Linked DNA regions of Oryctolagus cuniculus: region 2 is linked to region 1. A link is a contact called in public Micro-C data. All regions are on one chromosome and are shown on one strand. The core of a region is the stretch at or near the end of the contact, and the rest is flanking DNA. Distances in the headings are between cores, read along the strand shown.

Region 1 (7,407 bases), core at 2,488-4,987:
TTTATTTATTTGAAAGACAGAGTTACAGAGAGAGGTAGAGACACAGAGAGAGAGAGGTCTTCCATCCGCTGTTCACTCCCCAGATGGTCGCAACAGCTGGAGCTGAGCCGATCTGAAGCCAGGCACCAGGAGCTTCTTCCAGGTCTCCCACGTGGGTGCAGGGGCCCAAGGACTTGGCCATCTTCTACTGCTTTCCCAAGACGCAGCAGAGAGCTGAATTGGAAGAGGAACAGCTGGGTCCCGAACCGCCGCCCAAATGGGATGCCAGCACTGCAGGCCAGGGTGTTAACCTGCTGCGCCACAGCGCCGGCCCCTTGAAGTCACTTTCACTTGCCAAGTGCTCTGCTTTTACGGAAGCCTGCAGGATCCTCCCCTGGCGCCCCTCTTGCCTTGGTGTCTTAGCCGGGCGTACCCCACCCTGGGGCCGCCTCCAAGTCTGGCTGTGCAGTCAGAGCACCCTGTGTCTTCCCACGATGCACTTGAATAGAGCCGTTCAGAGCAGAGCATGGGAACCGGCTGGTGGCTGAGAGCCAGTCTCCTCCCTCCTCTGGGCATGAAGCGCTGGAACAGGGCCTGGGGTGTCCAGTCCCGGAGAAGCCCAGGCCAGCACAGGACAAGCCAGAGAAAAGCCAGCAGCTCCCTCTCCCTGCCCTGACCTGGGGGCAGCACAAGATCCACAGCCCTCCGTCTGTCACAGCAAATACAAACTACTAATAAGAAGCAGAGAAAGACGCTAGCATGGAGAGACAAAAAAAAATTTCCTTTCATATATATATATATATATATATATTAAAAAAGCACTGCTCTAACAATTCTCCTGACAAGGTCATGGGTCACCTGAGGCTTAATTTCACAATTCTTCAGTGACTCCTCCCTCGGCTGAATTTTGCTATGCTTCCCTGCACCACCGTCCACTTACCTGCACTTTTCCCAATCAGGTTCAGTGACCCACACCTAGGGACAGCCAGAGGAGCCTCCCCCCATCCGCTCCCCTCTGGCCGCACGGATTGTGCCCAGGTACTGTAAGGAGAGCTCAGAGCCAGCTCCAGGCACCTCTCACTCTGCGCATCACGAGGTGAGCACGCGCGGCAGGCAGGGAGACAGGGGTTCCCGGGGACTCGCCCTGTCCTCTACTGCCTCCAAGTCTGATTCCCCAGCTCCTGTCTGCCCTGTGAGTGCCCTGGCCATTTGTCCATGACTGCTTTTGGCCTCAGTCAGCCAGAGAAGTTTTCTGAGAAAGGGAGGAGTGGGTGGAGCCCTGCTGGACTTGGCTGGTTCCAGCCTCGCCTCCCTGTCCGGGACCGGGGTGGCATGAATTGATCTTTAATGTGACTTGCCCTCTGTCTCACGTTGGCATTGGCCAGGACTGGTATCCCGGAGAATCAGGCACCGCGGGCAGAGGCGGCTGGCTCTGGGGAGCGCCTGTGACAGGCTAGGACCCATCCTGGTGGTCAAGGTTGACTGGGATTAGAGCAGAGGAGAGAGGACTCTTGGCTGTTGGGAAGTTTCCGCCCTGCCGTACCTCTCGGCCCTGCATTCTTCTCCTTTTTGTATAAATGTCCATTTCTGCAGAGGAAGGACCAGTGGAGAAGCAAGCATCTGAAAATACGAGGTCCTCCCCACAAATCAGCACCCTCAGTCACCCTGCACAACTCCCTGTCTTAGGTGGGGGCTTGGAGTGCTGTGTCCGGGCGCTTAGTGCACACTTCCCAGGACGGCCTGGAGGTGGCGCTGTTGAGCTAACAAATTCACACGCTATCACTTGTTAGCCAAATCTGATGTCACTTTGTCAATTTATTCTTGGATTAAAGAGGTTAATTAATGAGAAACAGGTGAATTTCAAATAATCTTTCGAGTACTAGAGAGGACTTTCTGGCACAAATTTCAGAAGCCATAACAAGATTAGCAAATTTGATCACATAAAAATGTCAAATTTAGGGGCCAGTATTATGGCACAGCGGTGTTAAGCTGTCATCAGAGTGCTGATCTGAGGCCTGGCTGCTCTGCTACCAAGCCAGCTTCCTGCTAATGAGACTGAGAGGGCAGTGGGAGATGGCCCAAGTGCTTGGGCCCCTGCCGCCTATGTGGGAGACCTGGCTTTGGCCTGGCCCAGACCCAGCTGTTGTGGTTTTTTGAGGACTGAATCGGTGGATTGAAGATCACTCAATCTCTCTCTCTCTCTCTCTCTCTCTCTCTCTCTCTCTCTCTCTCTCTCCCTGCCTTTTCCTTCTCTTTCTGTCTCTGTTCCTTTTAAGTAAATAAATAAATCTTTTTTTTTAAATGTCAAATGTCTGTGATTTAATAAGCCAGTAGATGGAAAACAACCGAGGGAAATAATAGCAAATGCTGTGACAAAGGGATAGTTCTTTCTTCATTTAAAAATTTTTTAAAAAATGTATTACTTGAAAGGCAGAGTGACAGAGGGAGAGAGAGCTCTTCCATTTGCTGGTTCCTGCTGAAATGCCTGCAACAGCTGAGGCTGGGCCAGGCTGAAGCCAGGAGTCAGGAACTTCGTCCTGGTCTCCCATGTGGGTGCAGGGGGCCAAGCACTTGGGCCATCAATGGCGGCCTTCCCAGGTGCATTAGCAGGAAGCGGGACTCGAACCGGAGCTGTGAGAGGATGCTTAACTCGCTTAGCCCCACTGTGCCACAACGCATGCCTCAGGATAGTTTTCTTAATGTTCAATGGATCCTTAAAAATAAATTTGATTTAAAAATGAAGAAAGGGGCCTGTGGCGCAAGGGCTAAGCCGCTGCCTTCGGTGCCTGCATCCCATATGGGCACCGGTTCAAGTCCCGGCTGCTCCACTTCCAATCCAGCTCCCTGCTAATGCGCCTGGGAAAGCAGTAGAAGATGGCTCAAGTGCTTGGGTCCCTGCCCCCCATGCGTGAGACCAGGACTAAATTCCTGGATCCTGGCTTTGCCCAGGCGCAGCCCTGCTGTCGTTGGGGCCCAACCAAGGGATGGTAGATCTCTGTCTCTGTCTTTCAAGTAAATCAAATAAGTATGACAACTCACAATTGTGTGTGCATCCAATCGCTGCATACAAGCACCCGGTTGCTCTGTCTCAGACCATAAAGGGCGCCTTGCTCGCTGCCTTCTTCGATTTCCTGGGCACTTGGGTTTTGTAAACCGTGTCTCAGCTGTTCCCACGCAGAGCTGGGGCCTCAAACGTGGGGACACAAGCTAGGAGCCAATCTCCAGCTCCCTGCACCTGCCACCCCAGGGCTGAGACGGACGAGGCGGCACTGCGGCGGCTAGCGCTGTTACGGGGACGTAGAACAGGTGTGCCGGGTGGGGTTTCTCAGGGAGGTAGAGAACAGGAGGAGAAGGGAGGGGCCCGCGAGCCTGGGGGTGTCCCCGGCTCCAACTCATTTCCTTTCAAGGGCCCTCGGAATAGTAGCCACGGGACCCTCAAGTCCGCCTGTCCAACTTTTACTTTTTATAGACAGATACACTGAGGGCTTAGAGACGTCAAGTGCCCTGTCTCGGCTCCGACCAAGCCCGAAGGCCTCACGCTCAGCCCCCGGATTCCCCTGTCTCTGCCCCTCGCGCGCTGTCCAGGCTACCCAGAGCGTCCACTCTGCCCCTCAGGACAGTGCGCGGGTTCGGCTCCGGGTGGACTACACTTCCCACAATGCCGCGGGCCCAGCCCCCCTCCCGCCGCCTGTTTGGCACTGTCTCCGCCAGTAGAAAGGCAGAGTTTCTAGGGGCCGTTCGCAGCAGCCAATGAGCGCGGCGGTGGGCGGGCCTCTCCCGTCCATTGTTCTCGGTGCCCCACGGGCTTGAGCTGAGGTGACTCCGGAGGGGCCGGACCGAGCCCGGAGGCGCTTTTGCGCGCGGAGCCGCGGCCGGAGCGGGACTCGGTCTCCGGAGAGGTGAGGCGCAGAGGCCGGCCTGGAGCTGCGCGGGCCCGGAGAGCCGCCCGCGGCAAGGGAGGGACGGGCCTGGAGCCAGCGCCGCTGGGGGAGGGGTCCCTGCCGCCCCCACGGAGGCGCGCGGCCGCGCGCGGCGAAGCGACCCGCACCGCGGCTTCTCCCGGCCGGGAACCCCTTGGCGGATGCCAGCGGGCGGCGCGGGGTTTGCCCTGGAGGGAACCTCCGACGACACCCGCGCAGCCGGCCGTGTTGCCGACGGAGAAACTGAGGCTGGGGGCGTGTCCTCCCCCGCTGGGACCCGCGCAGTGCTCTGCCCCCGCGTGCTCTGGGCACTGGGGTTGAACGCACTTTGAGGGCTTTGCTTCCTCACTAGGATTTTGTTTCTGCCTTGCTATTTTATCCATTGTTTTCATGTCAGGAGGATGAACTTAAATCATTGATGATTGATAACCTCTGTCAGTGTAATTTAAAAAGTATTTAAAAATACGCACAGCCGAGTGCGCTGATCTTAAATGTCACGTGGGGGGGGGGGCAAGTGTAGCCCTGGGAATCCAGACGGAGAGCCTTCCCAGCCCCCAGAAGTCTCCTCGGAGCCCCTTCCCGGTCAGTGTTCCCTCCCCCGCGGAAGGCAGCCACTGTTGTGTTTGCATGCTATTGAAATACATTTTACTGTGTGGGTGTGCTACAGCTTTATTTATTAAGATTTATTTATTTATTTGCAGAGAGAGAGAGGTCTTCCATCCACTGGTTCACTCCCCAAATGGCTGCAATGGCCAGAGCTGCATTGACCTGAAGCCAGGAGCCAGGAGCTTCTTCCTGGTCTCCCACGTGGGTGCAGGGGCCCAAGGACTTGGGCCATCTTCCACTGCTTTCCCAGGCCACAGCAGAGAGCTGGATCGGAAGTGGAGCAGCTAGGACTCGAACCGGTGCCCATATGGGTTGCCGGCCTTGCAGGCAGTGGCTTTACCCACTACAATGCCGGCCTTAAACATTTATTTATATTCATTTTATATTCATTTTGTTTGAAAGGGAGAGCTGAGAGAGATCAATCTCCTGTTTGCTGGTTTACTCCCTAAATTCCTAAAATGGCCATGGCTGGGCCAGGCCAAAGGGAGAAGCCTAGAAGTTCTAAAGATGTTGATTTACGTGGGTGTGGTAGAACACAGCCCCCCCCACCCCACCCAGGTGTCCAGGGAAGACTACTTGGAAATGTGGTGGCAATGATGCAGTGAGATAGTGGCTTCCTTCCAGTGAAGCCTGAGTGCCCTGACATGACATCCGATCCTTTGCTAATCCTTAAGATGTCCCCTGAGATAAGGAGGACGAATGTCATTATCTCTACTCATTAGGTGTCACTGAGGTTGAGTGGCTAAGTTGTGTCTTAGTCAAAGTCACTTGCCCTGCAGGAAGTCTGGAGTGACTTAGGGCAGACTGACCCTGCCTGGCCTCTTTGGAAGGCTTTGTATTTCCTCCCCTCCCTTCCCCTCGCCTCCTTTTCCTTCTTTTTTGATTGATTTATTTTTATTTGAAAGGCAGAGTGACCAAGAGAGGGAGAGACACAGAGAGAGAATCTTGCATCTGCTGGTTCACTCCCCAAATGGCTGCAACGGCCAGGGAGAGCAGACCAAAACCAGGAGCCTGGAACTCCATCCGGGTGTCCCACGTGGGTGGCAGGGGCCCAAGCACTTGGGCCGACCTTCGCTGCTTTCCCAGGTGCACTAGCAGGGAGCTGGACTGGAAGTGGAGCAGCCAGGGCACGGACTGTGTCTCAGGATGTCTTGGTGGGCGGAGCTGGGCTGCCGTGAGTCAGATCACTCGGGGACAGTCTGCTTACTGGTTCCTGTCCTGTCTTGTTTCTCAGCAGGTCTGCCTGCCTGTGGAGAGTTGGGGAGGGCCGTGTCTTCTCAGAGAGTGTGGCTGGAGAAGCCTCGAAGCCCCCAGCGCGTGGATGATGGCTGCGGAGGTGCCGAGCGTGACTGCTCCCCTGAGCCCCGTGGGCCAGGTGCCCCAAGAGGAGGACGAGCAGGAGGAGGCGGAGGTCACCACCATGATGCTGGAGGACGACGCCTGGGTGCAGGAAGCTGTGCTGCAGGAGGAGGGCCCTGAGCCTGAGCCCCTCGCGCAGGGCAAGGGCAGCCCCCAGGAGGAGGCAGCGGCCGGGGGGCCGCAGGGCGCGCTCGGCCGCCTCCGAGAGCTGTGTCGGCGCTGGCTGAGGCCAGAGGTGCACACCAAGGAGCAGATGTTGACTGTGCTGCCGCGGGAGATTCAGGCCTGGCTGCGAGAGCATCGGCCCGAGAACGGCGAGGAGGCCGTGGCCCTGGTGGAAGACTTGACCCAGACCCTGCGGGACCGAGGTGAGATGCAGAAGCTCGTTGGCAGAGGGCGGGGGAGGGGTGTGCTGTTTAGGGAGGAGGAGAAGGAGGTGGCCAGGACAGGGTGCACCCTGTCCAAAGGCAGTTGAGCACGTTCATCACCCTCTCATGCCCTATCCCGTGCAGTGGTGGCTCCAGAACTTCGGTCCAGGTAGGGCATAGGGCGCTGTTCTTGGAGCAAAGCGAGCACAGATTTTGCTTGAGTGTTTATTCGCTGTGACTGGGGAGTCGATGGAGGCTATGGGGAGGGAAGCTGAAGACCTACAGACCAGCCCTTGGCACTTCACTGGGCTCGGCAGTGAACACCAGGATGCTTCCAGCAGGGCCGGCACCGTGGCCCAGCGGGCTAGGCCACTGCTTGGGCCGCTTCGTCCCCTCCAGAGTGGTGGTTTGAGTCCCAGCTGCTCTGCTTGCAATCCAGCTCCTCAGTAACGCGCCTGGGAAGTACGGAGGACGGCCAAGTATTCGAGTCCCTGCCCCACAAGGGACTCCTGCGCGGAGTTCTGGCTCTGGCCTGGCCCCGCCCCAGCTGTTGTAGGAATTTGGTGTGTGAACCAGAGAATGAAAATCTCTCTCTTTCACTCTCGCTGTCACTCTGCCTCTCAAATAAATAAATGTTTAAAAAACAAAAAATTCCAGCAATTTAAAAAAATCTGATTTTTTTTTTCAAAGTGACTATGAAACCAATGACCAAACAAAATAGCTAATAACTAGGGACTTGCTGGGTTATAAGGCCATCCTGGGCTCTTAAAAAAATAATTCCAACTTGAGCTCTTTACCGCGGTTACCGCCTGGGTCTCCCGGGTTGCTGCTGAGTTCCTGGCTTGCCACTTAACTCCTGCCTCTCCACCGTGGTAGTCAGTTGTAAACTGGAGGTCACAGCAGGGAACGAGGAGGGGAGAGGAGGTGCATGGAGGATGCCGGGTGGAGTGGCCTTGGAAAGGCACAGGTGGGGGCTGGCACACTTCCCTAGAGGAGCTGTGTGGCTTTTCCTGGGTGACAGGGGTGGGGTGGGGTGGGGGGTCTGGCCGCTGGAGTGGCAAGTGTGCTTTGAGGAAGGATGGGTGGCAGCTGGGACCGAATGCTGTTGGTTCTTGAGCGAGGGCCCAGGGGGCATGGGAGGAAGCTGAGTCTGGCAACAGGATGTTGGTTTGATG
Region 2 (7,407 bases), core at 3,038-5,537, 530 kb after region 1:
AATGTCCTCACAACTACAAGATTTATTTATTTGAGAGGGAAAGTTACAGACAGTGAGAGGGAGAGAGAAAGGTCTTCCACCTGCTGGTTCACTCCCCAAACAGCTAGAGCTGTGCCGATCCGAAGCCAGGAGCTCCCTCCAGGTCTCCCATACGGGTGCAGGGCCCAAGCACTTGGGCCATCCTCCACTGCTTTCCCAGGCCACAGCAGAGCTGGATTGGAAGTGGACCAGCCTGGGGCTGGCGCCGTGGCTCACTAGGTTAACCCTCCGCTGCAGTGCCAGCATCCCATAATGGGCGTGGGTTCTAGACCCGACTACTCTTCCCATCCGGTCCCTACAACCGCATTGGAGACCAGGAATAAGCACCTGGTTCCCGGCTTCGGATCGATGCAGCTCTGGCTGTTTCGGCTCTGGGGAAGAGAACCACAGAAGGAAGACCCTTCTGTCTCTCAAAAGAGTGGAGCAGCCAGGACTAGAACTGGCGCCCACAGGAGATGCCAGCAGCGCAGGCAGGATTAACTGACTCCACCACAGCACGGGCCCTCACCACTACCACTGACAGTGGGAAGCCCACAGATGTGCCTTAAAAGCAAATGCCCCACCCCCAGAAAGCCAGTGAGCTCAGACGACACCCACCCACGCAAAGGGCATTCTGCAAAAGGACTGCCCAGGACTTCTCACACTAGGGACACTACACAGGAAACCCGATATCGGCTGTGGGCTGGGCCACTGTTAACCTTGATTCACGACTGGACTATGGTTACGTAAAGGCGTGTTGTTATTCTTAGAAGATCCTGAAATATTTGGGAGTAAATGGGCACATCTCAAACTTGTTTAAGCTCCAATAGGCCAGAAACCGTGACCATGTGCAAAACGCAGACGACTGGCCAGTCTGGGTAGACACACACCAAAGTCCTTGTTTGTGCTATGCTTGCAACTCCGAGTTTGTAATTCTATCAAAACGAAGCTACAAACACGTTAGATGGCAATTTGCTGTTACCTGCCTGTCAGAAGCAGATGTGTGCCCAGCACCAGAGCCGGCCTGGCCACTTCCTCGCTGACAACCGAGGAGCAGGAGTCCAGGCCCGCCCCCCAGTGAGACACAGATGCAGTCCCAGCCCGCCCTCCCCACGGTGGACGCGCTCCAGGGCGCAGAGGGAGGAGAAGCAACCCAGCCAGGACCTCCCCCTCCCACCACAGACCCCCGTGACTCCCCTCCAGGCTGTTCTCACTGTTGGGGACCCTGCTAGCTGGGCATGGACCTCAGGAGGCAGCTCCCCCACGTCCCCGGCCGCGTCCCAGGCACTGTCGGGAGGGCCCCACAGCCCCAGTGCCCTTGCGAGAACTCCTGCTCTCGGCGCCAGACGACAGAGGCAAAGGCTGGTTGTCCCAAGTTTATTGAAAATAGACAGTGAAGCGGAAAGGCTCACACGGCTCCACGCGGCGTTTTGAAGTTCATCCCCACTGTAGGCTGCGTGACCTGCAGGTTGGACAGGCTGCCGAAGTCCTGGAACAACAGAGGGACCCAGTGAGCACCATCTGGCCGAGCTGAGGGGGTCAGGGCAGCACCCCCCACTGTCTGGCCTGGGGCGGGGCTGGTGGGACGAGGGCCGACACCCCAGACACCTGCGCTGGGGCTCCCCAAGCAGCACCCCTGCTCTGCCTGTCTCCGAGACACTGCCAGGGCGCCCTTGGCCTCCGCATCCAGACTCAGCCAATCACAGACTGGAGGGAAAAAAGCCATCCCTGGGCCGCATGTAGACTTTCTTTTCAGAGAACTTTATTTGTAAGGCACAGTGAGACAGATCTCAGCTGTATGTTCACTCCCCAGAGAGTCCCGACAGCCATGACTGGGAACCCCACCCGGGTCTTCCAAGTACTTCCGCCACCACCTGCTGCCCTCCAGGGTGTCCATCAAGAGGAAGCGGGAACCCAGGCACTCGGGGCTGCGGTGGGGGAGGCCCCAGGGTGTCCTGGGCACGGCATCCAATGCCCATGTGCCCACCTCTCTTGGTGCCCTCACTCCCTAAGGACTTCATCAACGACACACACAGCACTTACACCACAGCCCATGATGCCACCGGCTCCTGGCCCGGAACCCACTCCCAGGGCAGCCCGCGGCCCGGAAGCACCTCTAATCCCATCAGCACGGGCACAAGCTCTGGCCAGCCCTGCAGCAAGCCCAGGAGCCCCGGGCCCACCATGCACCTGGAACCTAACGTGCAACTTGGTCTTTAAGAAAGACCACACAGTTGAAGCAGAGAAGCTACACACAGGACAGCGGTTGTTCGGGCAAGGACCCGCAGATCCACAGCAGGCAAGGGGATGCTGGGCCGGGCCACAGGTGCACGCGAGCTCACAGTTCTCAAGAGTTTCAATCTCTTAACCTTCCAACGACCAGAGATGGAAAAACTGGGGGCGAGAGGTGTAGCCCTATCCCTTAGCAGAGCGCCTGGGTTGGGGCTCTGGCTCCTGGAAGTGGCAGCGACAGCTCAAGTAGTCGGGCCCCCACCTCCCACATGCAAGCCCGGACTGAGCTCCTGGCCCCAGAATTTGGCCTGGGCCATCGCTGGCCGCTGCAGCCACACAAGAAGTGACCCAGCGGGTGGAAGCTCCAACAGAGTCACCAAGAGCCTGCTGGACCTCAGAGCCCAGGCCCCGTCACCAAACTATGGCCCTGTGCACGGCCTACCGGCACACACTGGAACCCAGACCAAAGGAGAGGTGGGGAGGACAGACAGAGCCCCGGGGCGCAATGACGAGAGCAGACAGGAGAGGCCGGAACCGAACCTTCCCGAAGCCACAGCAGAGGCCAGTGGGTCTGGGAATTACCACTGTGCAGCCAACACGCTCAGCGCCACCTTCAACAACCAACGAGCAGCCGACCCCCGTTACAGAGCTGTGGGTGGGCGCCCAACCCAGCCATTCCCTGGGAGCTGTGTGACCTCGAGCCCGGCTAAGCGGTGAGCTATTAGCACTAGGAGGAGGCTGCGGATGGCATGCGGCTCGGCGAGGGCAGCCAAAGCTTACCAGGAGCTTCAGCATTTCCTTCGTGTCAGGATCCACTTCAATGATCTCCTGATCCAGCGCGGAGACCTAGAGAGAAAGGCAGGCCCCGTACCAGTGAGAGCCGGCACCTCCCCTGCACGTGTCCCGCTGCCTGGTCCGTGTGCACAGGGGGAGCGAGCCGTGGGCGGGCAGGATCGAGTCCCCCCACAGGGGAAGTCGCTTCGGGCACTGCAGCACGGCCAGGCAGACCCCGGGAGGCCGGCATCAGCACTTATCCAATCAGCAGCGCGGGGCCGACCACAGGTGGGCACGCGGCGGGTTCAGGAACCCGCGTCCCCACCTGCGGGCGAGCCCGGGGCCCAGGGCGCTCACCTCGGGCACGTAGTTGTCTCTCCGCTCCCGCTCCTCCTCCTGCAGCTTGATGGAGATGCCTCTCACCGGGCCCCTCTGGATCCGCTTCATCAGGTGCGTGACATAGCTGCGCCAGACCCTCCGTGAGCGCGCCCGCGGGCGGCTGCAGCCCCGGCCCCGCACACCCCCGGCCGCCGGCCGAGCAGGTGCCGCCGCCGGCCCCGGCCCCGCACACCCCCGGGCCGCGCCCTCCGGCTCCCCGCGGGCCCCGCCTCACCCCGCGATCTTGTTGCGCAGCTTCTTGCTGGGGATGATGGCGATCTCCTCGCACACGCGCTTGTTGGTGTGGAAGTCATTGCCCAGGCGGGTGTAGTACTTCTCGATGATGACCCGGGCCGCTTTCTTCACGGTTTTGGTGCGCACGCGGCCCTGCGGGCGGCAGAGCACGGGGGTCACCCGCGGGCAGCGCTAGCCGAGCGAAGCCCCGGCGGCCGTGGGCTCGCGGGCCGGGCCCGCCCGGGAGCAGCGGAGTTGGGACGGACACTGCGGTCGCCAGCGGCTCCAGGTGGACAGGGTCGCGCGCGCACCCGGCCCAGGGTCTCCCCTCCGGGGTCAGGGATCACGGGGAGCTGTGGATGGGGGACGATGGAGCTGGATAGCGCCCTAAGACCTATACACCTACCATGTTGGCGGGTCCTGAGTGAAAGAGGAAACAGGAAGCACAAGAGAGGCCTATAAAGCGCAGGCCAGAAAGCCGCTTCCGCCCAGCCCGGGACGCGCGGAGCCTGCTCGAGCGCACCACAGCGGCCCCTGGCGGCGCGGGGCGGAAGTGAGGGCGGCGCACTGCCCGGGTGGGCGGGGCGACGGCGGCCCCGCCCACGGTGGGTGGGGCTCGTCCGCTTCCGCGCCGCGCTCGCTGCGCCGGCGTTCAGGGCGGCCGCGGGTCGGGGGTCGGGTGCCCTGTAGACCAGGAGCAGGTGACTCCCACACTCTGGGCAGTGTGGAGACGACTTCCAGTCCCTGAGAGGCAGACGGACCCACGGCCACGGAGACGTGTGGAAGTAGGGGGTGGCGCCCCCTCCCCAGCCATCGCAGAGCCCCGTCCCGTCCGGAGCGGCGGGCTGTGCCAGGCGCCTCGAGTGGGTTTCCGGCCCCGCGGTGGGCGCCTGAGGGAAGGGCGGGCCCAGCTCAGCGCCACAGCTCCCGGCCTGTCCGCCTTGGGACGCCCCCAGCGCCGGCTGCCCGCTGTCCGGCTCCGCACCCTCACCGGACAGGGCGGAGACGGCGGGTGGGTGAAGGGCGGCGAGTCTCACCCGGACAGAAGGGACCCCGCCCCCGAGTGGCCGGGGCGTCCTGGGCGAGGAGACCCCCGCGCCCCTCAGCCGGGGGCCTCAGACCCACTGCGTCCCCCACAGGCACCCCAGGCCGGCGGAATCCGCGGACCCGGCTCCCTCTGCCGCTCACCGGAGTCAGGACGGGACGGACCCAGGTTGGGGGAGAAGCCCCCACCCCCCGGACAGCTCCCGAAGCCCACGTGGTCCCGCCGCCACCCCGGGCGCCCCGGGGCCCCCACCTCAGACAGACACAGACACGGACCCAGGACTCTGCTGCAACGTGTTTATTATGTGCCAAAAAAACTACACCACAGCGTACTCCACGCATCTGTAGGCGAGTGCAGTCTGGCCCGCATATACTACAGTGAGGTAGAGACTTCACACACAGCTTCACAAAACCCACAGAGTAGCTGGGATCTGCGACAATGCGACAGCAGCTCAGCAGGGGGGGTCATGACACTGGTTCTTTGGCACACGGCTTCCCTAAGAGGGGCAAGTATTTAAAAAAAAAAAAAAAAAGGAGAGAGTCAAGTTTTCAAATTCCAGTAGCGGTTCAGTCAACTGCAACTGTGGCTTCGTACATTCCTCAAACGAGCCGTCAGAAGGGCACTGCCCGCTCTGGGAGGGGCCCGGGAGCCTTCGTCCACCCCACCGAGAAGCAGCCCTTTTTTTTTTTTTTTTAAGCTCAGTTACAAAAGAAAAAAGTCCTGTGAGTCTGTGATTAAAAACTTCTATCAACCCTCCCCCGACAAGTGCAACTGAAGAAGGTGCGAGAAACCATTTGAAACTATGTACAGCAGCCGCTCAAATGCCCTTTATCGGGTCCAGTTTCAAATAAAACAAATTTTTTTTTCTTGGTTGCAAACGCTTTGATTTGCAACCGTGTGAAACAGTGACCAGTAGTCCCCAGACACAAATTTGCTATAATGTTAAAAGCTGCCAGGAAAGAAAAAAATCTCTTGTTCCAAATGACTTAAAAACTGTTTTAAGGAGTGTAAAAAGGAACCGGTAAAAACCCTCGAGCGTAAAATATGAAATATGATTTTGGTTTAAATGAAGAGCAAAGTCTCCTTGTTGTTTACAGTAAAAAACACCAGCTGAACACTCAGTTTATGCCGTTCAGGTGGGGGTTAAATAAATGGAAAGGCACTGTATGGCAACTGCAAGGATGAAACCAATGAGACCTGCGCGTCATCACCATCAGTATTGCAAGGAATGTAAAAAAGCGCTTTAATAAATAAACCTCTAGATGCAGGCGTCCGTGTCAACACCTTCTGGACACAGTCTTGTATTTTCTTCTTGCTTTTCATCAGCAAAATGAGAAACTGAAATCTGGGAAAACTACAGAGTTGCTTGGAGGGCGAGCCAGAGGGTCCTTGCTCTGGCTCACCCCGGAAACAAAACCCGACGAAACTCATTGTGCATTAATTAGTGCAGAAACAAAGACAGATTCAGCAAGTGCAACGGTGACTATGAGTTCCCTTGTCCTCGGGAAGCCAGCTCCCTGGTCGCCAGTGGCAGGGTGGTGCCGGCCACCGCTAGACCTGCCAGCCTTGGGCGCCCCAGGCCCCCGGGCAAGCCCGGCTCCTCTAGCTGGCCTCTCGGTTCTTCTGGTTCCGCATCAGGGGGCTGTGGTGGCGCAGGCCCTCCATGCTGTGCCGCCAGTGCCAGCAGCTCCGGCAGAAGTACTTGAAGCAGACCTGGGTTGGAGGGACACAAGAGGAGAGGTCACGTCCACGTCAGCTCCGGCTATAGACAGGGTCCCTGGGAGCTCGCTCACCCCAACCATGGACTTCCAGGGGTGCGCAGAGACTGCGAGCGTCCCTCAGCCCCTCGGACCAGTGCACCAGCTCTGCTCTGCCCTGCCTTTCTCACCGCCGACACAGAGCTGCCATCAGGGCTGCTCACATGGGGCACGGTTAGGGACACATCAGCGGCCAACAGCAGGCACTGGGCGGGCAGAAGTGACTGGTGGGTTCCCCCTCTTGCTGTGTACCCCCTCAGGCAAGCCACTAGGCTCTGAGCAAGGACCTGGAAATGGAGATCATCTCTCAAAGATCCCGAAGCCCACCAGGGAGGCCCAGAGCTACCCAACGACCCTTCGCACTCTTCACAGGGGCCCTCCGCGTAACCATCATCTACCTCCCCCGAGGTGGAAAGCGCAGCCACAGCATTGCTGAGAGAACTAAGCACAGCGGACGGCCAGTGTCCTCGGGGGCCGCCCGCTGGACAGAGCATGGTGCACGGCGGTGACGGCACCACCTGGCCATTTGTCAGTGGCCACCTCAGGCCCGCAGACTCGCCATCCACATTTCAGTGAGGCCCTTGGCTGACGCGTGTGTGCGTCAGCTTGAGAAACACAGCCAAGCACGTCCATATCCGTGCCCCACCACCCAGAAACACCAAACAGGAGACTGTCACGCTGCTTTCTGCCTGCTGACAACAGCCCAGGCTCAGTGTCAGGGCGGTCCAGGGGCCCAGAGGTCAAGGACAGGAGTCCCTGAGCAGAGATCAGTCAGCCTGGGGGGCCCAGAGCTAGAGCAGCGGTACTGGCTCACGGTTCTGCCCCCGGACAGGCACTGCCAGGAGCCGTGTCACACAGGAGCATCCCAGGCAAAGACCAGAGTGCCCAAGGCGCAATGCAGCCAGCTCCCCAGAGCCCCGGCCAAGCTGCCCACAGCAGGGCCCGGCCTGACCCCGGCGAGCGTGACTG

What was found. A called contact is a pair of places that touch in the nucleus more often than the background predicts.
Region 2: a Micro-C map of ear pinna shows a contact between it and region 1, with 8 times the contacts expected there. The contact joins the promoter of RPS17 here to the promoter of ZSCAN2 in region 1. A contact is called at or near these places in 2 of 6 Hi-C or Micro-C datasets (ear pinna and an unstated tissue).

The regions. Positions count from the first base shown.
Region 1 is chr12:100,895,238-100,902,644 of mOryCun1.1, forward strand. ZSCAN2 (zinc finger and SCAN domain containing 2) reads left to right here and starts at 3,738. Exons shown (of 3, transcript XM_008275312.4): 1 at 3,738-3,878; 2 at 5,740-6,232. The coding sequence starts at 5,827.
Region 2 is chr12:101,426,508-101,433,914 of mOryCun1.1, forward strand. RPS17 (ribosomal protein S17) reads right to left here and starts at 4,288. Exons shown (of 5, transcript XM_002721477.4): 1 at 4,043-4,288; 2 at 3,638-3,789; 3 at 3,382-3,487; 4 at 3,031-3,096; 5 at 1,382-1,507. The coding sequence starts at 4,045. The coding sequence ends at 1,427. CPEB1 (cytoplasmic polyadenylation element binding protein 1) reads right to left here. Exons shown (of 12, transcript XM_070054565.1): 12 at 4,964-6,394. The coding sequence ends at 6,284.